Regions from separate parts of the Anser cygnoides genome. Here region 2 is linked to region 1. The links are chromatin contacts, called in public Hi-C maps. All regions are on one chromosome and are shown on one strand. The core of a region is the stretch at or near the end of the contact, and the rest is flanking DNA. Distances in the headings are between cores, read along the strand shown. Region 1 holds the start of ARSB (arylsulfatase B). Region 2 holds the start of AP3B1 (adaptor related protein complex 3 subunit beta 1).

Region 1 (6,856 bases), core at 1,742-4,241:
ACCTTTGGTCCAGGTTTCCACATTGTGCCATGTTCATATTCTGTGTGGAATGATAAAGCAACACGGAGGCCATCGTTCTGTCACTTTAATGATTGCATTAATCATAGAACTCAAAATTGAAATTTTTAAAACCCAAGTTCAGAAAAGGTTGACTGAAACAGAGGGGACTGAACACCAGCCATTTTCACGGTTTATTCTTTTGATTCAAGAGAATACTCTGATATAAAATATTTTCTGTTTGGGAATCTATATCCCTCAAATAGTAATAAGAAAAATACAAGAAAAAAGAAGACAGCAGCAATATCCAGACTGTGACTGCTACAGTATCTGCTGTGTATGTTTTAGATGGTCTGACATAATGTTTTAACTCTGGCAGCTCAGGCAATCAGGTTAGCCCATTCTGGTTGAGCAGGACAAACAGCAAAAATTTTTGACACCCCTCTATAAGGGGATATGAGTTCAGCTGCGCTTGAACACCATCTTACATTTTAAAACATATGATGTAAATAAGTTATTATGAATTTTATAGCAAAATGTGCATCCAACATTTCTATTTTTACCAGCGCTGCAGATTTTAAAAGTAATTGCTCTGAATGAACAAGAGTTGTTTCCATGAGAATTTGCTAAAATTTGAATGGAGTTTTACTTAGAATGAGGACATGGAAGTTAGCAAAATATACAATTCTGTGAGACGACTGTGAATAGTGATGGGATCTGAACTAAAAACAAGGTAAGTCAGAATATTCCAGCCTTATGAACAGTATGAATCACATCTCAACAAAGAAAATATAACTCATAGTCACATATCAGCTTGTCAGTAATCTTGGAATTTTCTTCAGGGAAAAAAGATGTTAGGAAAATCTTGTTACTTCTTGTAGCAGTGTCCTATTTTAACTAGGGGCTCACTTGCCTCCTTAGCAATAAAGAAAGAAATTTGGTTATCTTATTTGTTTAATTTTATTAATTTTCATCCAACTCCTAAAACTGGGGTGAACAAAAGCATGCAGGAACAGTCCCCTCCCAGAACCTTAAACACATCAGTGCTCAGTCCCAGAAATTGACTCAGGGAGAAAATAAACAAGGTATAATATGCAGAATAAAATTACAAAAAGACAGCAATAATAATTGTTTGTATGTAAAGAAAAAGAACTTAGAGATCTTGGTATAAGGGAACCAGTGGTAACTTGACTTAATAGTACCCATTCATTCTTCATTGTTCTTTATGAGAGAAAAAATTAACAATGAAATTAGATTTTTCTTTTAATGCATCTCTTCCCTCTAAATTCTGTTTTCTTTCTCTTTCTTTTACATCATATAAAATTCCTTTTTGCCTGGATTTCCTTGGCACTTTGCATTACCTGCCAGATACACCTTCTTATCAACGCTTTCCTCATCTGTTTTCCTGCTTTCTTTTCATTATGGATTTTCCTCTCCTGTGTATGCAGTTTCAGTTCCAATCTCTTTCTGTCATTTGATTTGGAAATGCCTCTGTGGCACAACCCATTTCTTCTACCTGGAGAAAGACCTGGAGAAAGACCAGGTCTGGAGAAAGACCTGGAAGTGGGGTAGAGAGCAAGTAATATCTTTTTAGAAAGGTATCAGGACCACTAATAATCGATACTGCTTCAGAGATGAAAATTTAAGGTTAAACTGACTCCTCGAGGGAATATGAATGAATGTGTTACTAATTACTGTAGAAAAAAAGAAAGTGTCATCAGTCATCTTTGTTACTGTTTTCAAACCAGCAGGGAATCCTTTGGGGTTTATAGAATATCTGGTAACTTCATAGGCTTATCCACTATATTTAATTCAGAGGAGCGAGAACCTACTTTCTACAGAGACCAGTCAATCAGAAAGAAAATAAGCAACAGTACTTGATACTTTTTTTTTTTTCCACTGATAAATAGTATTTTTGGTGTGTATTTTTCTTTCACCTGTTACCAAATTGCTCTGTGAAGTTGGGATGACATGTATGTACCATTCCAGCTAAGTATCAAAGATGCGTTTATTTGATTTTTAACTGGACACTGAAATATTTATGTATTCCATGGATGAACAAAATTGATCAGAGCTGACAGTTCTGTCCATCCAGAGTCTTAGCTTTTACACCAAGGCTTTTAAGTAGGTTAGCAGTTGTCTACAGTGTTGCTTTAGAACATTACAAGGTTTGAAGAAACAGCCCTGTTGACATAGCTGTTCTTTCTGCCTCTTGGTTTCTTCACTTCCTTCCTACACTCTAACAGTCATAAACAACATTTTACAGCCGGAGGTGGATCTAGACTTCTCAACCACATGACCAAAATTAGGAGAAAATAGCACTGTGTCACTCATGGCTTTGCAGAAGGAGCGGGCAGGGGAGGGAGGGTAGTAGCTAACGGTGGCAGAGGCCATGCACTTTCTCCTACAGGAATATTTGCCATCTCACACACCTCAGCTGCCTCTCCAGTGACGGTGGCAGCTTGTCTTTCCAGGTCTGTGGCACCGTTTGGCAAGCAGCGAGGCCATGGCTGCGTTGGCGGCTGCCGCACCTTGTTTAAAGCACTGCATAACCTCTGTGGGTAGCACTGGACGAGCTGCAACAGCCTCACGTAGGCAGGGAGAAGTAACGGTCCCGTTCTTTGCACCAGCATACACCCCGTACTCTCCTAGCGAACGCTGCAATGCGGGCTTGCAGGCAGACCCATGGTTCCACCTGGGAAAGCCTCCACGGTTTAAAACGGATGTTTATCGTGGGAATTACAGGAAGATGAAATCGGAAGGCAACATCGCTGAGATGGTTACTCAGCTGACACAGACCACAAGCGCACACCCTGTTTTTTAACCTCCCCTGACAAACGAACCAACCTAAAGCTAACTCGGCACTTGCCGGCAGCGGGCACCCCACCACGACTTCTCCCTCAGGCCCGCACACGAGGCAGGGAGGGAGGCCGGGGGCGGGCCTGCGCCAGGCCGCGGCGCTCCCCTCGCCTCAGCCCGGCCCCGGGGCGGCGCCGCGGCTCCCTCGGCGGCCCAGTTCCTGCTCCGGCGGCCGGCGGGGGGATGGCGGGGCGGGCGGGCGTCCCGCCGCGGCTCTGCCTGCTGTGGTGCGCCCTGCGCCTGGCGGCGGCGGCTCGGCCTTCGGCCCCGCACCTGGTGCTGGTGCTGGCCGACGACCTGGGCTGGGGCGACGTGGGCTGGCACGGCTCGGCCATCCGGACGCCGCGGCTGGACGCGCTGGGTGCGGGCGGCGTGCGGCTGGAGCGGTACTACACGCAGCCGCTCTGCACGCCCTCCCGCAGCCAGCTGCTCAGCGGCCGCTACCAGGTAGGGACGGGCTGTGCCCCGCTCTGTGGAGATAAACCCGTCCGCGTCCCGCTGAGCTGCGGGCTGCGAGCTGGGAAATACAGGGGCGGGGTAGTGCAAGGTGCCGGGTTAAAAGGCGCGGCAGGGCGCCGGGACAAACAGCCCTAGCGCGGTCCCCTTCTCTTAGGTGCTTCTGAGCTGGGTGGGCACACGCAAGATCCAGCCAGAGGCAGCACTGCGTGCTCAGTTTGTGCTATTTATTTTTCCCGTGCAGTGTTTAAATGCATCCTTCACCTGTACATCTTCCTTCACATGGTGCCCCACGCTCCCATGACAGTGCCCACAGGCTGATCCTCAGCCTGGCTACCCAGCTTCCTCCTCATGCGCATGATTCCCCACCCCACCCACCCCCCCCCCCCTTTTTTTTTTTCCTCCCACAGGTTTAAGAATTGAACTTCATAATTTTGCTATACTTTTTTTTTTTTTTTTCCTTTCACTTTCATTGCAGCTTTGGCAAAAACGGGGGGAAAAAAATGGAGGAACTCGCAAAGAACTAAATGTGTGTCAGAAACTTCCCCTTTCTCTCAAAACGTTCTGCAACTGTATTTATCAAAGAAAGTGCTCAGAATGAAATTACATGTTAGTGGGTGCTACCTCTTGGTGTAGCAGAGCGATTGGTCTAGGGGGGACTTACCTTTTGCTCTGTTCCCAAACTTGAAGAGCCAATAAGGAATAGAAGGATGTAGTTTTTCTACCAGTACTTTTTTTTTTTTTAAATTACTTACACTATTTCTTTATATTGACCTATTCTAGAATGCAGCTCATACTGTTAACTTGCTTGTCTAGAAATAGGTCAGTGTCAACTGGACTTCGCAGCATCTGATCTTAGAGTGGAAATTAGAAATGCTCATGGTTCAGTCTTGATTTGAGTTCATCATATGCATCTGACTTGATAATTCAATGTCATGTTGACCTTAGTAAAAATGAGTAAAATAATATTAGAAAATTGAAGAAAATTTTCTATAAAATTGAGCAGACATTCTGTTCAGGAAAAAACTATGTAACAAGTGTGTGGGGTTTTGTTTTATACAATGATATGGTGAACATGATGAAGAATTACTCAAAGATTTAAGAATGTATCCTACATCTGGAGCTGGAATTCTGATAGTCATCCTACAGTCAATGAGGAAAAAAGAGCAAAGCTGTTGGTTTTTGAAAGTTGTAGATTTGTTTTACTATTTTCCTTTTTTTTTTTTTCCTCCCTAGTGACTGTGGAAGAAATTGCAATGCTTTCCTAGCTTGTATCTTTCACTATATTAATAATACTTTTCTAATGCTGCATTAAAAAAAAAAAAATCCAGCTCCATTTTCAAAGAAAATTAGCAACTAGTACACCCACCACTGTGTACTAGTCTACTAGTCTAGTCTACTTATCCATGCACTTTAAGTCAGGGCTTACTTGGTTTAAAAGTGAGTTCAAATGGTTGCTACCATGATGATTTCAAATTAGTCATTTAGCTTGCTACACTGAAGTGCTTAGTGGCATTATGGAATCTGATGTCTTGCTGTCTAGGGAGGTGTTGGAGATTGTGTGCTTCGACAGAGGCAGATTACTAGAAATACTTAGTAAACAAACAAGATGTTTAAACTGGTATGTGTGTGTTTTCCCTCCTAGGTTTAGGGTGGTGGGACTTTTTTTTGTTTGTCTGTGGTGGTTTTTTTAGTAGGAGATATGGGAGTTGACAAAAGTCAGCTTGTAGTACATAGTAACTGAAGAGGTTTCTTGCATCAAGCAAAATATACGACTCAGACTGTTATTACCAGTCATACTTTTGTGAAGACATACAAAGTTCACCACTTGTTAAGATTAGAAACCTGGGTGAAACAGTCAGAGGTCAGATCTAGTCAGTGTCTAAAACTTCCCTTATTTCCAATATCCAATTTTTCTTTTATTTTATTTGTAAAAGTGCTCAACACTCACTTTGAGGATGTAAATAAATGCATACCTATGTTTATGTAATACCCATTTGGAGCAGTACTGCAAAAATAGCTTTCCTAGCCTTTGCCACCTTTTCCTCCAGTAATTGTTCTCTGATAAAGGCAAAAGCTCTGTAGCTGTAACTGCATTGCACATTTTTGTCCATCTGCATTCTATTTAAATTTTTGCATTCAGGAAGACTGTAATGGTAGTTGTTACATGTTAGGCTTTCAGATGAAAATACAAAAGGCTTGATTATTTATTTATTTATTTATTTATTTATATTGCACTTGAATTATGCCTGGGAAGATCCTCTTGTTAACACTGGCAGTACTATTTCATGGTCTTCCTCCATACAGCCCCGACCTCCATCTTTGGCTTTCTGAACTTCGGTGGTGCTACTTTAGTGAAACCAGCAGGCCCTGAACCTAATGCTACCCTGCTGTGTAATATTGTTTCTTTTTGGACCTGCTTATGTGTTACTGCATTGAAACTAATACCTCTTCCTTTCTTTTCCCCACTAGATCCATACAGGTTTACAACACCAAATAATCTGGCCGTGCCAGCCCAGCTGTCTACCACTAGATGAGAAACTCCTACCAGAGCTACTTAAAGATGCAGGATACGTTACTCACATGGTGGGGAAGTGGCATTTAGGGATGTACAGGAAAGAATGCCTTCCAACACGCAGAGGATTTGATACTTACTTTGGTAATGGTTAAATTTAACATGGGCAATGTAGTGTTAAAAATGATGAGAAAACTGCTTGATTCTTCCAAGAAGAGCAGATATACTGTGAGTGCATAAGTAGTTTTTGAGCATGCATATTTCCAATGCATAACTGTTAAAAATCAGTTAGTGCCTTAAATGCATGCCAAAACCTTATGATTTATTGAAGGAAATACTGTGATTATTGAGTGCCTCCAGAGAAAGTATTTCTCTTTAAATATCTGCATTTAATTTCATTCTATGATGGTTAGAAGATTTAAGGTATAGTGATTAGTTTTGTTTTAAAAGTGTCTCTAAACTACTTTTTAGATCAGATAGTAGACCTCGCATGCTCTGCAAATAATATTAAACTGCTAATAAGCTGATATATTTAAAAGAGAAAGAAATAAACATCGCACCATAGTGTCTTCATGCTTTGTAAATAGAATATCAGTGGTTTTCCACTTCTTCTGGAAAGGAAGGTGGTGTGAGAGCCTTTATAAAAACAGCGTACAAGATGTAGGTGTTATAGGAACGCACAAGCTGTGAAATCAAGCACTTAGATTGAAAAAAAAAAAAAATAATGCCAGAATTAGATTGTCTGTGTGTATGTATTACAAAGCAACTTGCAACTACATATCACATATTTTTCCTCTCACAAAAGCTCCTGTCCAAGTATTGATTGGATGTTTAATAGCTTTGTGCAAGTATCCCATGTGAATGAGAATATTTGCCCACAATAATATTTAATTCCCCACTGTAATATTTATTTTAATATAATTATATTATAATATTTATTTCCCCATTATGTGAATCAGGTTATCAGTAATACACCTCATACCATTTGATACTGAATACAAAGTTGTTAACTTTGACTTGGTTTGTTTT
Region 2 (6,856 bases), core at 1,297-3,796, 310 kb after region 1:
TGTTTTAAATCTTATGACTTTTTTTTTTTTTTTTTTTTTTTTTTAATGCTGTGTAAAAACCTGAAGTAGAATTCTGTAATCAATGAATGTAAACGGAGAATTTAGATTCGGTGGTATTTTGTGTTTCATAATCCAGTATTCTTAAAATAATTTTGTACAGGTGTAAATTCAATGGGCAAATACATTGCTCCTGCAGGGTGATCGTGAAGAGTTAATATAGCAAGTAGAAGGCTATTCAAGGAAGTGGTGTGGTGTATTTCAGGCTAGAACTAGATAGCAAGAACTGACAACGAGAGCTTGTATCCAGCCCTCCTTATATGACTATTTAAATGTACTTAAGAAATCTCCATATAATATTTGTTTTCTGTTCTCAGTTTCTGCTGCACTGCTACTATCTGTTCCACTTTTTTGTATCACAGTCCCATGATCACCCACCTCAGTAGCCTGTTTGTGTCCTTTTCCATGTGTTTGTACTCCCCAAAATGAAACAATCTATAAACTTACTATTGTCTCTTTTTTTTGAGTGTTAATCCTTCCTCTAATCTTTCTTTTTATGTGTCATATGTAGTATAAAGAGGAGAATTAGTTTGTTCTACTTAAGGTGTTCCTTATCATTATCAATAAATACACATATTTTACAGCTTTATGCAAAGAAGCAAAACAGTTTAAAGTCTCTTATTTCAGAGAACCAGCAGAGTCAGTCTTCGAAGGAACAAGAATAGATCTACCTTAAAAACTATGGACTTGGCCTGATATAGGTTACCTTTTCCTACCCTGCATGTGCCTTACATACAAATAAAAGATGTAAGCCAGGGCCCCTTTCATGTATGCATAACCACGTATGGGACCAAAGTTCAAGCGCTCTCACTGTTACACTGTGAAAGTAATGCATGGTTTGAAAAATTGAGTCAGAGATGTTTTCAAAACGCTGCTGGTACAAATTCAGAGAATCAGCATCTTAAACTTTTAGGAGATGAATAACTGTCCTTTTTACATCTGGTCTTGCTAGATGCCTACTGGCATCTGCCTCTGAGAGCCTACTCTGGTTTTTGATCCTTTAAAAGTCAGGTCCTAGGATTTCACCTGACTTTGTAAGATCGAGAGATGTCTGCCTCAAGTCACATCACTGAAAGAGTATCAACAGGTGCCGTGAGAGTTTGTGGTAATTATAACGAGAGATCTGCATCTGCAGGGAAAGAAAACTGGTGTGGCTGTTCCTGTGAGCAATTGGAAGGGATAGTATGAAAAATTGTAAATCTGAAGAACCAACAGGCATATTGGTGATGGTCAAGAATATTTGCATTGTGACTGGGAGCCAACAGTGGCCTTTAATTCTCTAAGCCTTGACTTTCAAGAGACTGTACTACAAAGAAGAAGGCTATTAGAGACCCTGAAAGGAAGCTGAAATGTTGGCATCCACAGAAGGCAACTGAAGTGATCAACTGACCTTATCTCTGTCCCACTCTTTTAATAGATAACGTATTGGTAACACCTCCTGTCAAGTTTATTTGCTTGGCACTAACCCAGTTTCAAACAGAAATGTACAAGTTGGTGAAAGACAAGAAATTTGAAGAGCTGCCTCAGAAAAATATTATGACAAACCATTTTTTCCCCTCTGTAAGATAAAAGGTATTGATTGTGAACTGTAACCTTTTGGAAATGAGTTTGTTCTCAGGATGAAGAGGCTGGACTCCGCTAACATAATTTAGATAGATGGATAGAAGGGCATTTTAATGAGCACAAATTATTCCTCAAACAGTAGGAGGTGTGGAAGAAGACAGGATACTTTGGTGTGTGTAGGATGTATATAGTAAAATAAGACTGTAAAAAGAAATTAAGAGAAACTTTTCTCGTATGACTTCTAGTCATCCTTTTATGTTCCATGGGCTCGTATATGTAAGTTGCTGCTGTGAATGTAGGCTGCGTCATCGCTCCTGGAACGGCAAGTGTTGTTAACGCTGGGACTGGAGCCACCTTGCTATCAGATGAGATACCCTGGGACTGTTTCTCTTTTCTTTCCTCCTTTCTAGTGGTGGAATTGATAGGACTTAACTTTTAACTTGTTGAATATTTAGCAACCTGGAGCAGACTTGCAGCGCAGTCAGTGTGTATGACTAATTAGTACCAAGCTGGTTAATTTATAATATTGGTTACTACACGCAACAAGAGTTGCTTTTGCTACGTGTAGGGGCCACGTTAGTATTCTGGCTACACAAAAATAAAACGGCCTGTGCCCAGCAGAGGCCAGGGGGCCGGGCAGCGGCGTGCTTAAGGTTTGTGTTTGGACATCTTTTGGATTTTTTTTTTTTTTTGGAGTGTTTGGACAATTTTGGAGATTTTTTTGTGCTTGGACATCTTTTAACTTTCCTTCCCGCCCAGGCACGGCAGGGGCCGGTCAGCCCGGCCGTTACAACACCCGCCTCACGGCCGGGCCGCGTTGCCGCGGCGACGGCACCTCCGGGCGGCGGGGCGGGGCGGGGCGGGGCGGGGCGGGGCGGGGCGGGGCGGGGCGGGGCGGGGCGGACCGAGTCCCGTCCCCCCCCCCCCCCCCCCCCGTCACGTGGCCCTCCCGCCCCGTGCCCGGTGCTTGGCGGGGGGTGTGTGCCGTGCCGTGCCGTGCCGGTAAGTTTGTCGGAGCGGGCAGCGAGCGGCGACATGTCCGGTAACGGGCACAGCTACGGCGAGCAGGCCGGCGAGGCGGCGCCCGAGCTGGCTCAGGAGGCGGCGCCCACCACGGCCCCTTCGGTGCCCGCGGCCTTCGGGCTCTTCAGCAGCGACACCAAGAAGTAAGGAAGGGGACGGGGGCGGGACCGGCAGCGGGGTCGGGCGGTGAGGGGCGGCCGGGCCTCCCCGGGCCGCGTTTCCGGGCCGGGCTCGGGCGGCGGGGAGGGGATGGGGGTGAGGGAGGGGAGGGGAGGGGAGGGGAGCGGGCCTCAGCGCCTCGTCGCGCCGCGGCGAAGTTCGTGTGGCGGCGTTTGGCGTGTGCCCGGGGCTGTGGAGCTTTTTTTTTTTTTTTGGGGGGGGGGGGCGGGGTTGAATTTTTTTTTTTTTCCATAAAGAAGCTTTTTATCAGTTTTGCTAGCCAGCCGCGTTGGCGCAAGTTTCGTTTTGTTTCCCGTGGGTCTTAAGAAGCGCTCGGAAGTTTGTCTGTGGGAGCTGGGGACGTGGTTGGCCGTGACGAGGTGGCTGGTGTGAAATGGGAGGGAGTTAACACGGTCCGGCTCTTGGTCAGAAGTCAAAATGAGGAAATAGGCAGGGGGAAGGAGAAAAAAAAAAAAAGAAAAAGAAAGGAAACAGTCTAAAGTGCACCGACACCGAAAACCTTTAGCTCCTTAAAGGAAAAGGGACCTGAAGCGACAAAAAATGCCTCTGGGAAGGATCAAGAGGCTTGCCAAGCTGGAATGGTATCCTACAGCAAATCGGAAATCTATTCCTAGAGCGACCAGTAAAAAGGACCATAAACTAAGGTCTCGTGTACATCAGGAAATCAATCATCTGTTCTTTAGTTTGATTGTTCTGCGCAAAGAGAGCATCCGTGCTTAGAAACCTCGACTGATGTGTTTATTTTTATGCCACACTGAAGTAAATCACAACAAGGCGAAGCTGCTGTGATTCTCATGCTTGTCTCCTTGAGACAGCAGCTGATAGGCCTCCTCAGTTTTCCATACAAGTCATACTTCTCTTCATCTGCGATTCCTCTACATCTTTTGCTTTTTCATTCTGTTCCAATTAAAACTTTCAATGATCTAGCATGGATGCCCTAATGACTTGTGTTTGTATCTGACTTATGTTGCTTGCGCCCTGCTTTTGTTGTTCCTTTCTGTGGAAACAACTTTGTGCTTTATTTTTTAACCATCGTTCTTCTTACACTTTTCTGCAGAGGAGAGTACCCCTGATCCTTGATCGTGGCTGTAATTCTATATATAAACTCATTTCATCCTAGATTTCAGACTGTTTTGCAGGCTAAGTATATTTGTCAATGTTTCCGCAGCTGTGGGAACAAATTAAGTAATTCTACCTGAGGCTGTCCAATGGTTGCAGAAATACAGCTCTGGGGTCCTGAGGCTTTGTGTGTACGTGTTCGTGTATGACTTTCTGAATATGGAAGAACCAGAGTAGCTGAGTAGCTTGTGATATGTGTGTGCCTTTTTAATTTGTGTTCCAGGCTTGCTTCTTTACTTAAAGGAGGGGAGAGAAGATCCCTGAAGAAGGGGCTTGAGGAGAAAGCTGATTTTGATCTCAGTGGTCTTTGCAGCTGACAAACAAGTCCTTGTTAAAACAGGAAGTTTGCCCTGATTTGAAACTATGTGGTAAAATCCTAATCTGTGTAAGAGATTTTGAGAAATGGACACTGCAGGAAAGCTCTCCTAATAGGCCCCAAACTCCTTACTGAGAAGCAAACAAAATTTCTTACACCTCGAGCTGAAATGGAAACCTTCTCAGGACAGTGCCTGTAGCCCGTGTTGAAGACATGGTGTCTTCTTGGTTCGTGTTCTTTAAACTGGTCAGATCTGGACCCTCTCTAGTGTGTGCACAGAGGAGTGCAAGATGTGTGTCTGTGTCTTGCATTTTCAAGGATAGATGTAGTAGGATATTCCTCTAGTGAAAATCAAGTTACTCTTGGGGCTCTTCACGTTTGCTGCTCTCTCTTGGCTGGCACTCAACACTGCTGTATTTGATCTTAGATGTGCCTATGTTCCGTACCGTGGTGTTTCAGTACTTTGTGAGCTTCTTGGTTGCTGGGGAAGGAGAAATTGTCGTTAGACAGAGGGGCATGTAATGTATGGCTGTCCCTAGAATAATTGTTTGACCAGAGACCCAAATTTGCCTGTTGCAAATTAATCTGAACAATGTCACATGGTTAGAGTGTTACTGTCGAGACTATCATAAACACTTAAAACCAACAAAGAATATAGGCTTTTTTGTTTTCTGTCTTCATGTATTTGTCTTGAAGTGAAAGCAAGCTAAAGTATAATGCTTCTGAAAAAAACAAGTTGTTTATAGGGTTGTGCTGTCTTTAGTCTTACAGAGTATAGAAGGGTGTATGACAAGTTTCTCAAAGATGCACGAATGAATATCAGTAGTCTTAAATCTGAAGTCTGAAGTTGACCTAATATAAACTATTTGTCCTAAATGTCGTCTTTTTGTCTGTTCAGTAGAAGTGCACAGCTGAAGTACTTACCACATAAAAGTTCTGAGCATACTTTGGTGTCAAATGCCCACATTTTTCACTCTTCTGCTAAAGCTGACTTTTTAAATTTTAGCAATTCTAGGATTTGTTCATTAGTTTTTAATTACGAATAGAATCTTCATTTAACAAATGTAGTGTTTTCTCAAAATGCTAGTGCTGTGGTTTGATTGGGACACAGTGTCAACATTGAAAATATTTCAGGGCCTTGAAAGTTCTATTGTGAAGACATCTTGAATCTGAGTAAGTGGAAGGTTTGACAGTGGGAAGATTAGTAAGGATGAAATAGTTCATTGAAATAGTTACCTTGCCACAGCCAAGTAGCAAGAGGTTGCATGTGCCATGTGCAAATATGTTTCTCACTATTTAATACATTGTATGTATCCAGTGCAATGAAAAAAAAAAAGGTTGTCAAAACAAAACTCTTGTTTGCATCATTCAGGTAACCACGTAAATGTTCAGGACAAAAAAGTGAGGAAAGATGTATTTTTTTGCTAAACTCTGTTATAAAGATTATCATTATTTCGGCAGTCCTGGCTATCAGGGGAGGTCCCAGTCGACTGGCGGCTAGCAAACGTGACGCCCATCTACAAGAAGGGTCGGAGGGTAGATGCGGGGAACTATAGGCCTGTTAGTTTGACCTCAGTGCCAGGGAAGCTCATGGAGCAGATTATCTTGAGGGTCATCACGCGGCACTTGCAGGGCAAGCAGGCGATCAGGCCCAGTCAGCATGGGTTTATGAAAGGCAGGTCCTGCTTGACCCTGATCTCCTTCTATGACCAAGTGACGCGCTTGGTGGATGAGGGAAAGGCTGTGGATGTGGTCTACCTTGACTTCAGTAAGGCTTTTGACACCGTTTCCCACAACATTCTCCTCAAGAAACTGGCTGCTGGGGGCTTGGACTGGCATACGCTTTGTTGGGTTAAAAACTGGCTGGATAGCTGGGCCCAAAGAGTTGTGGCGAATGGAGTCAAATCCAGTTGGAGGCCGGTCACTAGTGGAGTCCCCCAGGGCTCGGTACTGGGGCCGGTCCTCTTTAATATCTTTATCGATGATCTGGATGAGGGGAAAGCTGCCTGGCAGAGGAGGACCTGGGAGTACTGGTTGATAGGCAGCTGAATATGAGCCAGCAGTGTGCTCGGGTGGTCAAGAAGGCCAACAGCATCCTGGCTTGTATAAGAAGCAGTGTGGCCAGCAGGTCTAGGGAGGTGATTGTCCCCCTGTACTCAGCTCTGGTGAGGCCGCACCTCGAGTACTGTGTTCAGTTTTGGGCCCCTCGCTACAAGGAGGACATGGAGGTGCTCGAGAGAGTCCAGAGAAGGGCAACGAAGCTGGTGAGGGGTCAGGAGAACAAGTCTTACGAGGAGCGGCTGAGGGAGCTGGGATTGTTCAGCCTGGAGAAGAGGAGGCTCAGGGGAGACCTCATCGCTCTCTACAGGTACCTTAAAGGAGGCTGTAGCGAGGTGGGTGTTGGTCTATTCTCCCACGTGCCTGGTGACAGGACGAGGGGGAATGGGCTAAAGTTGCGCCAGGGGAGGTTTAGGTTGGATGTTAGGAAGAACTTCTTTACCGAAAGGGTTGTTAGGGATTGGAATGGGCTGCCCAGGGAGGTGGTTGAGTCACCATCCCTGGAGATCTTTAAAAGACGTTTAGATGTAGCCCTTAGTG

What was found. A called contact is a pair of places that touch in the nucleus more often than the background predicts.
Region 2: a contact with region 1 is called in a Hi-C map of liver, with 4 times the contacts expected there. The contact joins the promoter of AP3B1 here to the promoter of ARSB in region 1. A contact is called at or near these places in 3 of 7 Hi-C or Micro-C datasets (granulosa cells and liver).

Annotation. Positions count from the first base shown.
Region 1 is chrZ:78,315,109-78,321,964 of Taihu_goose_T2T_genome, forward strand. It overlaps ARSB (arylsulfatase B), which reads left to right and starts at 2,992. Exons shown (of 8, transcript XM_048055797.2): 1 at 2,992-3,303; 2 at 5,785-5,971. The coding sequence starts at 3,040.
Region 2 is chrZ:78,623,329-78,630,184 of Taihu_goose_T2T_genome, forward strand. AP3B1 (adaptor related protein complex 3 subunit beta 1) reads left to right here and starts at 2,547. Exons shown (of 25, transcript XM_066987682.1): 1 at 2,547-2,786. The coding sequence starts at 2,656.